2 separate regions of the Canis lupus genome follow, and region 1 is linked to region 2. The links are chromatin contacts, called in public Hi-C maps. All regions are on one chromosome and are shown on one strand. The core of a region is the stretch at or near the end of the contact, and the rest is flanking DNA. Distances in the headings are between cores, read along the strand shown.

Region 1 (6,408 bases), core at 3,145-5,644, 180 kb after region 2:
TTAGCCTACATGGCTTTGACTCTGAGTAAGTGTCCACGCAAGGTTCAGCCTCTAGCTGGGCTCTATCATATTTCCTCCTACCCACCAATGCCCAGGCACAACTCAAAGCCACAGTTATAACCACAGGTTCCTCATAGCCCTATCTGGACAGAGCAGTTACATGAAATCAAATATGTCTTTGCCCCCGTGGTTTTGCCTTTCTTTTCTCTCTTACTGGGACCTTCATTCCTTGAGCCACTGGGGCCAATCTCAACCATCTTTGATGCTTCTAGTGCTCGGTCTGGACCAGGCATGGGACATACTCATCTTCTCCCCATACTAGGGAGGATCTATCCTTTTTCAAGCTTAGTAATATATATTCCTGGTTTTTCTTAAATTTATTCCCCCCTAGGAAGATAAATTATTTATTGGACTATGCTATGTGGTCTTATGAATACCTCTCAACGCACATAAAACTAACCTACATAATAGAAGGAAACCGTTTTCAATATGACCTTACCCACAGGAGTCAGTTTGTGATTTTACACAAAATGAGGCACTTGTGGGCAATTACTTATTTAAATATCTATAAATCTTCATGTTAAGAATTTTTTAATGTCCAGTAAGAAAAAATCTAATGGTTTAGAAAGGGGGAAAATGTGTAAAATAATATTCTGCAACATGGGAATTTGAGAAAATGAGTGTAGATAATTATAGCAATCTGCCTGACACAAGGCAAGAATTCCCCCACAAATGTGCTTAGAAGAGATTCCTACCCATCCTTTAGTTTTGAAGCAACCAGACAGCCTCATGTAACTTTAGTAAGTTAGAAGAATGCCTCCGATGAAAATTCTTGGACCTGAGATCCATCATTTGCATTTTAAAGAAAATGGCCACTAAGGTCTTGCTTTCAGAACAGTTAGACCCACACAAATTTTTCTTTTATAGAAAATATGTCTTCTTCCAGACTAAGTGAAAAGAGTAGAGTAAAATATTTCCACTACAAATGCATCTATCTCTATCCACCGTTGTTTACACACGGCTTTTCTTCTACCCCTGAGCTCCCAGTCTTCTATTCTATGAAAGCTCTTCCCTTTGCCACCATTCCACAGGGACGGACTTCTACGCTGCTGACTCAAATGATGACATCTTGTTGTAGAAATCTGAGCACCTCACGGTGGATCCACGCATCAGTCACTGAGGGACGCTGCCAACTTCTGTCACAAGAAGATTAAGACAACACACTCAAAGCTGCAAACATTGCCCTAACTAATTAGCAGTTTTGTTTGCATTATCAGGGCTGCAGGAGGACTGAGCCCAGAATCACCAACCTCTCTCCTGACATGGCACACAGGAGGTTAGAGCCTTCCAGCTCCTAAAACCCAACAGATAATCTCCAAGGGGAGGCGTGTCCTTTAGCTACATCAAGACAATGTGTTTTGAGTATAAGGCTCATCGGTTTATGAGGTCTCATAATCTTCATCTGTAAATGATGACAGTAAGATATAAAAGTTTTTAAAACTTGAGTAATCACTGAGAAGAATTCATAAAACTAAGGAATCCTTCAATGCTATTAATGTACCTAGTTACATAGGTAGGAGAGAATCATTTACCAAATGAAATATTTTTACACCCTCCCAGAAGGAGCCTTATAAGTGGGTCATTCAATTGTTCTGACACTATCAATTAGGTATTATCCTAATTGTAGGTGATTTGGGGGGTTTCTTTTATCCTTATGTAATACTAGAGCAACATACCTACGAGAAGGTAAAATTAAGTATCATATCACCTCAGTGTTAGTGTTTTAGACACTTAGTGTCTGCATCACCCTTGTAAGCCCTACAACATAATAGAAATCTCAGTTAAAGGATAACATATTAACCAGGAAAGTCTATCAGCTTCTCTGACCAAAGTCGATACACCAATCATTCATACTACATTTGAACAGTCTGATTATCCATAATTAATAAAAGTGTCTCCATAGAAACCAAGTATACAGTGAAATTCACTTATAGTGAAGGATTTGCTTTAACAAAAAGACTTCAAGCCAAGATTTTGCTATAACTTAGGTTTACACATCATCATACACTGATGTCATTAGATATTACTACACCTTTAGGATTTCACAGTCTTGAAGATTACAAAAGCTCTGCACATGGGGAGAGAGAAAAAAAGGTTTGGAAGAAAAGATTTGCATATGTAGTTATAAAAATACCAAAGCAGATTCCATGCTAAGCTCTGCCAAAGGAGAATAATTACCATTGCCCATCAGCATGCAGCCTTGAAATTATATTCTCTTCTCCCTGCAGAAGCAGTCATCAGATTATCAAAATGAGGTTATCCTGACTACACTCAAATAGTTCTTATACAGAATAAGCACAATGCAATCAACAGACAAGCAGCGATTTCCCTCCCACACAAACTATAATCTTTTGTGAAATATATTTTTAATGAAGAATACATAGCCCTCCTACACGTTTGGTTCTGCTCTCACACTCCTCCACATAAAAGCATACATACTTTTTAAAGAGAAGGTGAAGAATTTTATAGCTTCTAATAACATCCCCTACAGTGCATGGCAAAAAGGAATATTAACATCTGAACTAACCCCCAAATGTATCTTTTTCATATAATGTTACTCTTATAAAAATAAAACAAGTTACCAATGGCTCCTGGGGGACAGTATGCTGAAATCAACATAAACAATGGATCTTACCAAAATTTTAGTGATTTCTTTCTATTTAGATACATTAAAAGGGCTAAATTCATTCAACAACTAATGACTCAAAACTCATGAAACTTAATTTTAAACTTGCAATTTCAAATTATAAATTGCTTGTCATGAGTCATACTGCTTATTCAAAAAGCAAGTGTTTGAAAAGAAAGTTTTTTGTAGGTGAGGTTGATAGTGGTACTCATTTTTCTTTCTCCCTCAATCATCTGAATTTAAAATGTCAAAAATTGAAACAATATGACTAGATCGTTGGATAGATTTTTACCATTAGGATAGCTAATTGGAAATGAGGCTATAAAAGGAATTATGTATGCCCATGCCCACTCAGTGGAATTGTAAGAGGCAAAAAGAGACAAAAATCCCTCCACTAGGGCTTATTTACCCCACACAGCACCTGGTTTAGGGTCCTAGGCTCTGGGATGTATTTCTGAATTTGGTTCCTAGGAGGCAAGCCATTAAGAAATTAGTTACAGTGATAAGTAGCCTTGGTAATCTGTACATCAAGGAGCTATGCCTTCATTCTAGGAAATTAAAAAAAAAAAAAAAAGGAACAAGACTAGCTAAAGCCAAATTAATCAATGTTATTTTTCCATAAAGAAATAGTCTTAAAAGATCAGAAAACCAATTTTGCCTAAATGCTTAAATGTTGTAATTGCTTTACACTAAAAGGAGTGTTTTAATTTTGTATAATTGTCATTTAAAAAACAAAATCATTGCTGAAAGGATAGCCTGCAAACACAGGCAAAGCAGAGTTGGTTTGACTCACGTGTGTACCTCAGCCCATCTAAATAGAACCTGCTATTCTCTAACTTAGCACAAGGTTAAGAACTACTTTTGCAAACAAAGCACCATCAGGGAAAGAGAGAGAGAGAGAGAGAAGAGGAGATGAAAAGAGAAAGAGGCAGGAAAGAAGGAGACAGGAAGACAGGACTAGGAAAAAAAGTTTAGGAGATGGATTCCCGCATGGGGAAGCAAATGTTGCTGCTGACAGGCTGGTGAATCAATCTCCATAGAGAGTTCAGGAGCCTCACTCTCACAGGTGTAAGAAAGACATGGGGAAACAGAAGAAAATGCGAAAACGTTGTGAATACAGTTAAAATCCCTTCCACGCGCATCCACTGGTGCCCAGCTCTACTCCCCAAAGCATGTCGATGTGAGGTGCAGGCAAACTTTCAGAATCCCCTCCAAACATATCCCGATGAAAGACAGCACAGATTCCCACGTATCTCTACGAACGCTGGCACACCTTTCGGTTCAGAGCCCCTAGTGCTACACGGGTTCCTGACAGCCCAGGCTCTCGCCGATGGAATCTGGCTAGCTGATTTGAGAAACAAAAGCCCAACTCATTAAAGAGAACTCGGTGCCTTCCCCGCCAACCCCGCAGAGCCCCTGGTGCCTCCACAGCAAGGTTCTGACTGTCCGCTTCCTGGGCTTCGGTCCCGGCGGTGCACCTTTCCCCACACACAGCCTCTCGGGCTAAGGAACCAGCTGAGCCAGAACTGCTGCTGTTCACAAAAGGAATTCCCCCTCCCTTCCCCTCCTTCTCCCTCCCCTTTCTTCTCTCGTCCCTCCTCCCATCATCCGCTGGTGAATAATAGCACTCTGCTACCTGCCTGGATCAACACCGTGAGCCCCTGTCTTCAAGCATTCAGAGAATTTAACAGCCTGGAAATTCCTGTTGTCCGTTCGCTGAGGTCACAGATAAAGCTAAACAACAGCCGTGGTTCCCATCAATCATAAGTCACTCACTGATAGAATGTATGGTAGGAGACCTGATGTAAGCAAGTCACCAGAGAAAATACCCACTGATGACGCATATCCAGGCATAAAAATAGTTACAGGGCCCTCAAAGGGATTATTCAACAGCCTACATTTAGACTTTCTTACAAGAGACCTGAAGTCAACGTGCTGCAGTTTAATGGCTGGATAGAGTTGAAGTTTTAAGCTTCCTCAACAGACAAAACCACAAATCACTGGTTTAAATAAGTGCCTGCAATAACTTAGTAAATTTTAGTTTAGTAAATTTTAACACGACTTTACAAGCATTAAACGGAACCACCAACTATCTTATAAAATGCCACGTAATCTCTTTTATTTGTGTCCTCCCTCATATAACAATTCCTTTTTTTTTTTTAAAAAGCAAGCTCTCCAAACCTTGATAATTGGCCCAAAGAAAAACAACATCCATTGCTTTCCAAATCGATGTTAGGAAAATAACACATATTGCAGTTCTGCTTCTATATCCTTTTAAAACATGTTTCTAAGGACAGCGAAGCTTAATTATATGTTTCACTGACCTTCTGCATGCCGTATTCACAATTATGTTTTTCCCGTATTGGTCTGATCCCTTATGGAAATAATGATCACATGCATTAGAGACACCTACTATGTATCTTACACATAGTAGGCATTATTACTGTTTGCCACATAAGCGAATGAATCAATGAATCAACGAAATGCTATGTACAAATATTTTAATTGAGTGACAAGTAACATGGTAACTAAGACTGAAATCCTGGTTTTTTATTTTATGAGGAAACTAACTTTTTACATGTGTAACAATTTTAATAGTTTCAAGTCATCTGTTCTCTTTTTCCTCCCACTCAAACATATGCATAGTTACCCTGCATAGAAAGGGCTTTTCACATAGCTTTCATATTAGAAATGTTGGATTTTTGCACATTTTAATATTTGAATATATAAAAATGTTCCCTTCATGGTCTCCATTAAGCAAATGTGCTGACACAATGAACAATAAAGGCAACTGTCTATGACATAACCCAAAATTCTGCCCCCGAACTTGCATACCCTACTTGTTAGTCTTCATTATAAATCCTTTCCTAATAGTGGACAGATTTACATTGTTACCCAGTTAAGTACTAGCTATGGAACATCTCTCTGTGAGAGAATTTATCTCGGTGCTTAATAATACTAACTATCCTACCCCCAAAATTGGCAAATACCTATTAGCAACATTGCCATAACTTTTGACAAATGTAAGGGCTTTATTCTACAGGGTACACTTCCAGCAACAGTAACCAGATGACATTTTTCTTCCTATACTGATAGGTTCTACATCACTTTCCTCAAGTATGATAACACTGCTATAAATACAAGTGAAAATTATTTTTAGTACTAAGATTTCGCAAAGCATTCACGTTTCTCTCCTGTGCATATGTGTCAACAGTATGTGGCCTAGTTTAAAGAATCTAAGCGGAAATGTTCACTAGTGCCCTCTAGTTGAGCATTGCTAAGGCAATTTTGAAGAAACACACGTGTACTTTACCTTACCCACTCACAAATATTGTAAAAACCATCAACAGCTCTGCAATTAATTATTCACATAAAAGGTAGAATAATAAAACAAATTAAATCTAGGGTCTATTTTATTTCATAAGGTTTCATTATTCATTTTTGAAAATGCATAAAGAAATTTTTTTTTATTTTTTTAAGATTTTATTTATTTATTCATGAGAGACACAGAGGGAGAGGCAGAGACATAGGCAGAGGGAGAAGCAGGCTCCGTGCAGGGAGCCCGATGTGGGACTCCATCCTGGGACTCCAGGATCACACCCTGGGCTAAAGGTAGACGCTAAACTGCTGAGCCATCCATGCATCCCAAGAAAATAACAATTTTTTTAAGGGGAAAAAAATCAAACAGACAAGATAATAAGACATATTTGTATTTGCAGAAG
Region 2 (6,063 bases), core at 419-2,918:
GCTGGACCACCCTGCCCTAGGTGTGGGCGGGGAGGGGGTCTCTTTATGACAGTCATCTGTGACCAACAAAGAATAACCAGACCCCAAAGAAGAAGTAAGCCATTAAAGATGTTATCACCAGTCCTACCTCAAACCAAGACAGCACAAGAATCTCAAGGCCACAAGCTTCCCAGTCAGTTCTCAATAAAAGACTCTCACTACAAGCCTTCAGTGGCAGGGACCCCTCTCACTTCTGAGAGCTTTCTCTGTATCTTTGCTTAATAACTTCTATTGCTTTACTCACTCTCTGTTGTCCTCGAGATTCATTCTTCGACTCCATGAGACAAGAGCTAAGCCTTCCTGTATCAGTAGTGTAGGCCCCAGGATCCCCAAGGCCAATCATGGGGCATATTCTTAATGTTCCCTACTTGGGATCAGTCTCTCCCTTCTCTCACCCAGAATCAAATTTTCCTCTTATGCTTTGTTATCAAAGCTCTGCCAGGTAAGGCCTTGTTCAATAAACCCATTCACCTTGAGATATTCATATATGATAATATTCTACTGAAAGTAAGTCTATAAAATATTTACCTATGAAATAATACTTTTTAAAAAAGAGGCTAGCATTTTTTTTTTTAAAGATTTTATTTATGTATTCATGAGAGACACAGAGAGAGAGAGAGGCAGAGACACAGGCAGAGGGAGAAGCAGGCTCCATGCCGGGAGCCCGACATGAGACTCAATCCCAGGTCTCCAGGATCAGGCCCTGGGCTGAAGGTGGTGCTAAACCGCTGAGCCACCCGGGCTGCCCATGAGGCTGGCTAGCATTTTTTATTGTGAAGAGCCATGCGTTGCACCAACCATTTTAAATATATCAGCTCATTTAGTCATGACATCTCTACAAAATATCATATTATACCTATTTTTTGGATGGGAAAGTGCGGTTTGGGTGGTTGCTCTGTGTCATACTAACAATAAGTGGCAGTACTGGGATTGGAACACAGGCTACTTGAATTCTAAGTCTATGTACTTTATCACAGTGCCTGAAATGAAGCAGCCACTCTGCAAATTGTGACTGCTGCAAACAACAACAAAACAAAGATAATTGCACGTCTGCTATAGTATGCTTCCCCAAAGGCACAAATTAGGACCTTTTGGATTCAATCCCCTTTCAATAGCCTTCATGTTGAGAGTTTAACTAAACTACTCTATAATATTTCTGCCTTGGCATCCATTCTGTGTGGCCAAGTGGCCTGAGGGTCTTGAGCTGCCTGACACTAGCCCCTCCTCCAAGCATGTGCCCTAGACAAAATAGCTCTCAGGGCCACAAGTAAATGAAAGTTCCTGGTGTGACTCCCTCAACCACGCTGGTGATAAATAGTCTATCCCACCTCCCACGGCCTCCCCCTTGTGTATCCCTTAGAGGAGAGCCCCATGAATCTTACCAAAACCTGGCTCCTTCTGGCTTGAATAGACCAGACCGGCATTAGCCTGGCAACTCCAAAGCATTCCACCCCCCGACCCTCCTAAAGACATGAAACCCAGGTCCTGCCTCATGCTCTGCCTACACCCTGCCTCACCCATCCCCCTGTGGCTCCTGGAGGCATGCCATGTACCTCCTCCAGGACCTGTGGGTAATCAGCTTCTCTATTTCAATTCCCTTGTGGTGTTCTGCTGAACCTGTGGCTCACCATCCAGCACCCCAGGGCTCTGTTTAACAAATGTTCATTTAACAAAGTCACAGCACCTCAGCCTACACCTTCTCAGCAATTTCCTCTTCTCTCCATTCATTGATTTAACACTAATAATTTCGGCAGATAATTTAGGCGATACTAACAGCCAGTAAAGACCCTCTCTGACACAAGACTGCCTCTACTTTTCCAAGATGAGGAGGTGCCCCCAACCACCTCTTTTGATTAACTTGCCTCCTCCCTGCCCTGTTTGCAGTTGATCATCATTGCCATTACTGATCTGCTTCCTCTCTCAGGATCCTGCTCAAACCCCACTGGCCCCTGGAAAGGGCGTCTGTCCTAGATCACTGGCTGTGGAGGGATGAGCTATGAACTCACTCTACACCACCCAGGCCAGCCCATCACCCCCTCAGTTTCCTCTTTCCTCACTCCCAGCTCTACTCTGCTCATTAACCTCCTCATCTGCAGCATGAGAAGGTGTGCTGGAGAGAAGAACACAGGAAAAATCCTGGAACATGCTCAACATATTACTTTCATGAAGAGAACAGTCACCTCTGGGTCCAGATGCTTTCAGGCTCTAAGAAGGCCAATTGCATCAGCCTCACTGAGACAGACTCAACCACTCTAGCACCATCCCCACATGGCCACACTGCCTGCTGGAGGCCCAGTGGGGGTAGGGGTGGGGTCACTGCCTCTACCCATTCCTGGAGCTTCTGCAGCTGCCTACAGTTCTTTAATCCAATCAGAGCTACACTGTCCTGTTTCCATTACCATCATGATGAGATTGCCAGAAGCAAGATATTCATCCTTTCTGGCAAACCCATCCCTCTCAGGAAAGGCCATCTCTGAAGCTGCCTAGACTTCCTTACTTGTCCAGACGGTCTGGGGACTTTCTTAGGTAAGACCCCATTCCTTGGACCTTTGCCAAATCATTCACACTCTCTCATTCTTTCCAAGATCCTTGGAGGGCAATTGAAGAGAATGTCTTGAGTGTGAAGGAGAACCCCACTTCCCATGTAATAGCCTTTATGACATATAAAGGCTGAGCTCTGTCCACAGAACTCAATCAAGGACCCACAGTCTTGTTTTCTCTAAAAGCCACCTCCAAACTCTCTCTAGTGAAGATAACACTTAGAAGTTCCCTGTGCAATTTTTGCCAGAATTTTAATTCCGTTTGTTCTTTTAAGGTAGGCAGAATTGCCACTACCACCCCCACCCCACACACAGAGATGCTCACATTCTAATTCCTGAAGCCTGCAAATGTGTTACTTGCCTGACAAAGAGGACCTTGCAGGTGTGATTCAGTTAAGGCTCCAGAGGTAAGGAAAGTAGCCTAGATTACCCATGTGTGTCCAGTCTAATCACATGGGTCCTTAAAAGCAGAAAACCTTTCCCAGCTGTGACCAAAGAGCAATGGGGTAATAGAGATGTGACATAACTAGCTTTGACAATGGAGAGAGAAGCTGTAAGCCAAGGAGTGTGGCCTCTACAAGCTGAAAGAGGTAAGAAAACATATTCTCCCCTAGATCCTCCAGAAGCAGCCCAGACCTGTCAGACACCTTGATTTTACCCTAAAGAGACCTGTGTTGGACTTCTGCTCTCCAGAACCATAAGATAATAACACTGTAGTGTTTCAAGCTACTGAGTTTGTGGTAATTTGTTTTAACAGCTACAGAAACCTCATACAGGCTGAAAAAGAGCAACAGGCAATTCGAAGCCCTCGTCTTCTCAAAGTCCCATTCAACTAGATATATTAGCAAATGACTCCTTCCTAACTGACATTTACTTCTCAATAAGCAACTGTTACAACAACTATGAAAAAGACAAAATAAATTTTAAGAAAAAAAAATGTAAAAGATCAACATTATCCAGGCTGCTTGGGAATGTATATATTGCTACCGATGGAAAAAGACAAGGACTGGTACATGTTCATTCCCAAGATTATTTTCAATGCAAACTGTTAAATTTAACAGGAAAGCTCTTTTCTTATTACAAACTACCTGAGCACATTATAGAGTTAGGGATTTTGTTTACTAGATTCTAAAAGACATAAAATGGTACTGAAGAAGTTTTGAGATTGTTTGAAGTCAGGGCATCTTGGATGATCTCAACTCCCTATTGAACCTGAAGAACTTGTTCACAGAACTCCATATCATGGCATTCAGTGATTGTGCCAAGGCTAATCACCAAACTCTTCAAGGAGAGAAATTTGACTCCGTGTATTCCAACATGAAATGAAGCTTCACCAAATTGAGTCAAGAGCATTTAGAGCAAGCGTGAAGGTAATGAATGGATGCTTCCTCTTAACATCAGTGTTTCATGTTATATCCTTTCCCAAATATTAAAAAGGCATTTTTCTTTCCTGCCTTCACTCTTGAATCAGTCTTTTTTTTTTTTAATTCATTCATGAGAGAGAGAGAATGAGAGAGATAGAGAGAGAGAGGCAGAGGGAGAAGCAGGCTCCATGCAGGGAACCCGACACGGGACTCCAGGGACTCCAGGATCACGCCCTGGGCCAAAGGCAAGCGCCAAACAGCCGAGCCACACAGGGATCCCCCTCCCCTTGAATCAGTCTTAAAAAAAAGTTTCATGTTCCCTCTTATTATTTACTTTTATTTATAAAATTGTGAAAAATTGAGTCAAGAAGAATTCCTGCCATTTACTGAATTACTACTATGTGCTAGGAACCTGACGTTCACTGCCTCATTTAATCTCTTAATTAAGGATTATTATTCCTATTCATTGGAATAGGAAGGATGGAGGATGCCTGGGTGGCTCAATGGTTGAGCGTCTGCCTTTGGCTCAAGGTGTGATCCCGGGGTCCTGGGATCAAGTCCCGCATTGAGCTCCCTTCAAGGAGCCTGCTTCTCCCTCTGTCTATGTCTCTGCCTCTTTCTGTGTCTCTCATGAATAAATAAAATCTTAAAAAAAAAAAAAAAGGAATAGGAAGGACAAAACCAAGGCTTAGGAAGTTCAAATAACTTGCCCAAACTCGCCGGGAGAGAGAAGGCAGAAATCAGAGCACCTTCCCTCCTTAGTCAGGGTCCTCTAAGTTTCTTATATTATTCCCTCTGTTTCTTGAATGTGAAACATGTTCAAAAACAACCGTAAGAGTCAAATAAAAGGCTCACCAACAGGTGAGTCCAGTGTTAGATCATGAGTCCATTTCCCCAACCCAAGTTAGGGATTCCCCAGAGCAGCACACAGAGAAGGCCACTGGCTTCCCTCTCTGGGATGGACAAACAGAGAACTAATAAAACTCTTGTTTTTTAGTATGGCTTCTGTCACTCTGCAATTACCTTTCTTTTGTGAAGGGGCCTCTTGAGAGCCCTAGAGAGGTAGAAATACCTACATAGCCTAAAGGTATCTCTCACAATTGAGGGTCACAATTAATTTACCATTTCTATCAGGTAAGAAAACAATGTTGTTTGGTTACTAAGACAACAGCCTTCATTCTTTACTTTGTTGCTTTGGTCTTTTATTGCAGCTCCCCAGAAAATTTTTCTTCAGTATTGTGATGCCTTGTAAATTGAACTACTTGCTCAAATATCCCCTCTCCACCATTCACAATGCACTGTCTACTCCGCATCAAAATAGTCATTGCATAGATGCTTTCTACAGCAATGACTGTTGGAAAATAATTCCTAAACTCATTCTCCGTCCCGAGTGTGGAGGCCGAGAAAAATTAAGGCCATTCCACCTCAAGTTTAGCATTAGCACAAGTACAGCCATCTTAGGCCCCTGGGAATAAGAGCTGAACTTTACAGGAAAAACTGCAGAATGTCCTAGGCAGGGAATCTCATATCAGAAAGACAATAAAGCTCAGAATGCCCTCGGCAGAGAATCCCATATCAGATCCGAAGATACTCCCCCACCCTTTCCCCATATTGGAAAGAAAAAAAATTTTTTTCCTCCATCCCTTCTGAAAATCCCCTAGACCAGCCCATAAAAAAACCCAGCTGTAACCCACTTCGGGGTCCAAGCCCCTGCTCTGCTGTGTGGAGTATACTTGACCAAAGCTCGAGCTTGTAAATAAACCCTCATGTGCTTGCATCGGTGTCAGCTCCTTGGTGGTTTTTGGAATTGCGATCTTGGGCACGACACTGAGTTTTCCTTTAGCTGCCTTACTTCTGCTCCTTCTGCGATTTCAGAGACCGGTTTGCATTTCCTCAATTTGCTGTGGAGTTGCCATGATGTTATATCTTTGTGAATGATATTTCCAATGCCTAGAGCCCATTCCAGGTGGTAGATTCAAGCAAAGAATTAGGAACAATAGCATGATTGCATCAGCTGCTATAGAAATGACCAAGCATAAAGTAAAGGGAATCTGTTTTCATTCACTAAGGAGCCAACTTTGGCTCATTTATATAGCGATAAATACCTATAAACAATTTAC

What was found. Hi-C and Micro-C count contacts between places; a contact is called where the count stands out from the background.
Region 1: a Hi-C map of blood shows a contact between it and region 2, with 2.1 times the contacts expected there. The contact joins two enhancer-like sites.

What each region holds. Positions count from the first base shown.
Region 1 is chr1:34,731,962-34,738,369 of UU_Cfam_GSD_1.0, forward strand. The region is part of intron 1 of HIVEP2 (transcription factor HIVEP2); the gene reads right to left. Among named protein-coding and RNA genes, the nearest start is that of HIVEP2, 63 kb to the right of the region's middle. Within about 2 kb of position 4,395, at least 12 of the 20 cell types and tissues checked have an H3K27ac peak or open chromatin away from gene starts, as enhancers often do. A contact at or near this core is called in blood, where this site is marked.
Region 2 is chr1:34,554,928-34,560,990 of UU_Cfam_GSD_1.0, forward strand. No RefSeq gene overlaps it. Among named protein-coding and RNA genes, the nearest start is that of HIVEP2, 240 kb to the right of the region's middle. Within about 2 kb of position 1,669, at least 2 of the 20 cell types and tissues checked have an H3K27ac peak or open chromatin away from gene starts, as enhancers often do. A contact at or near this core is called in blood, where this site is marked.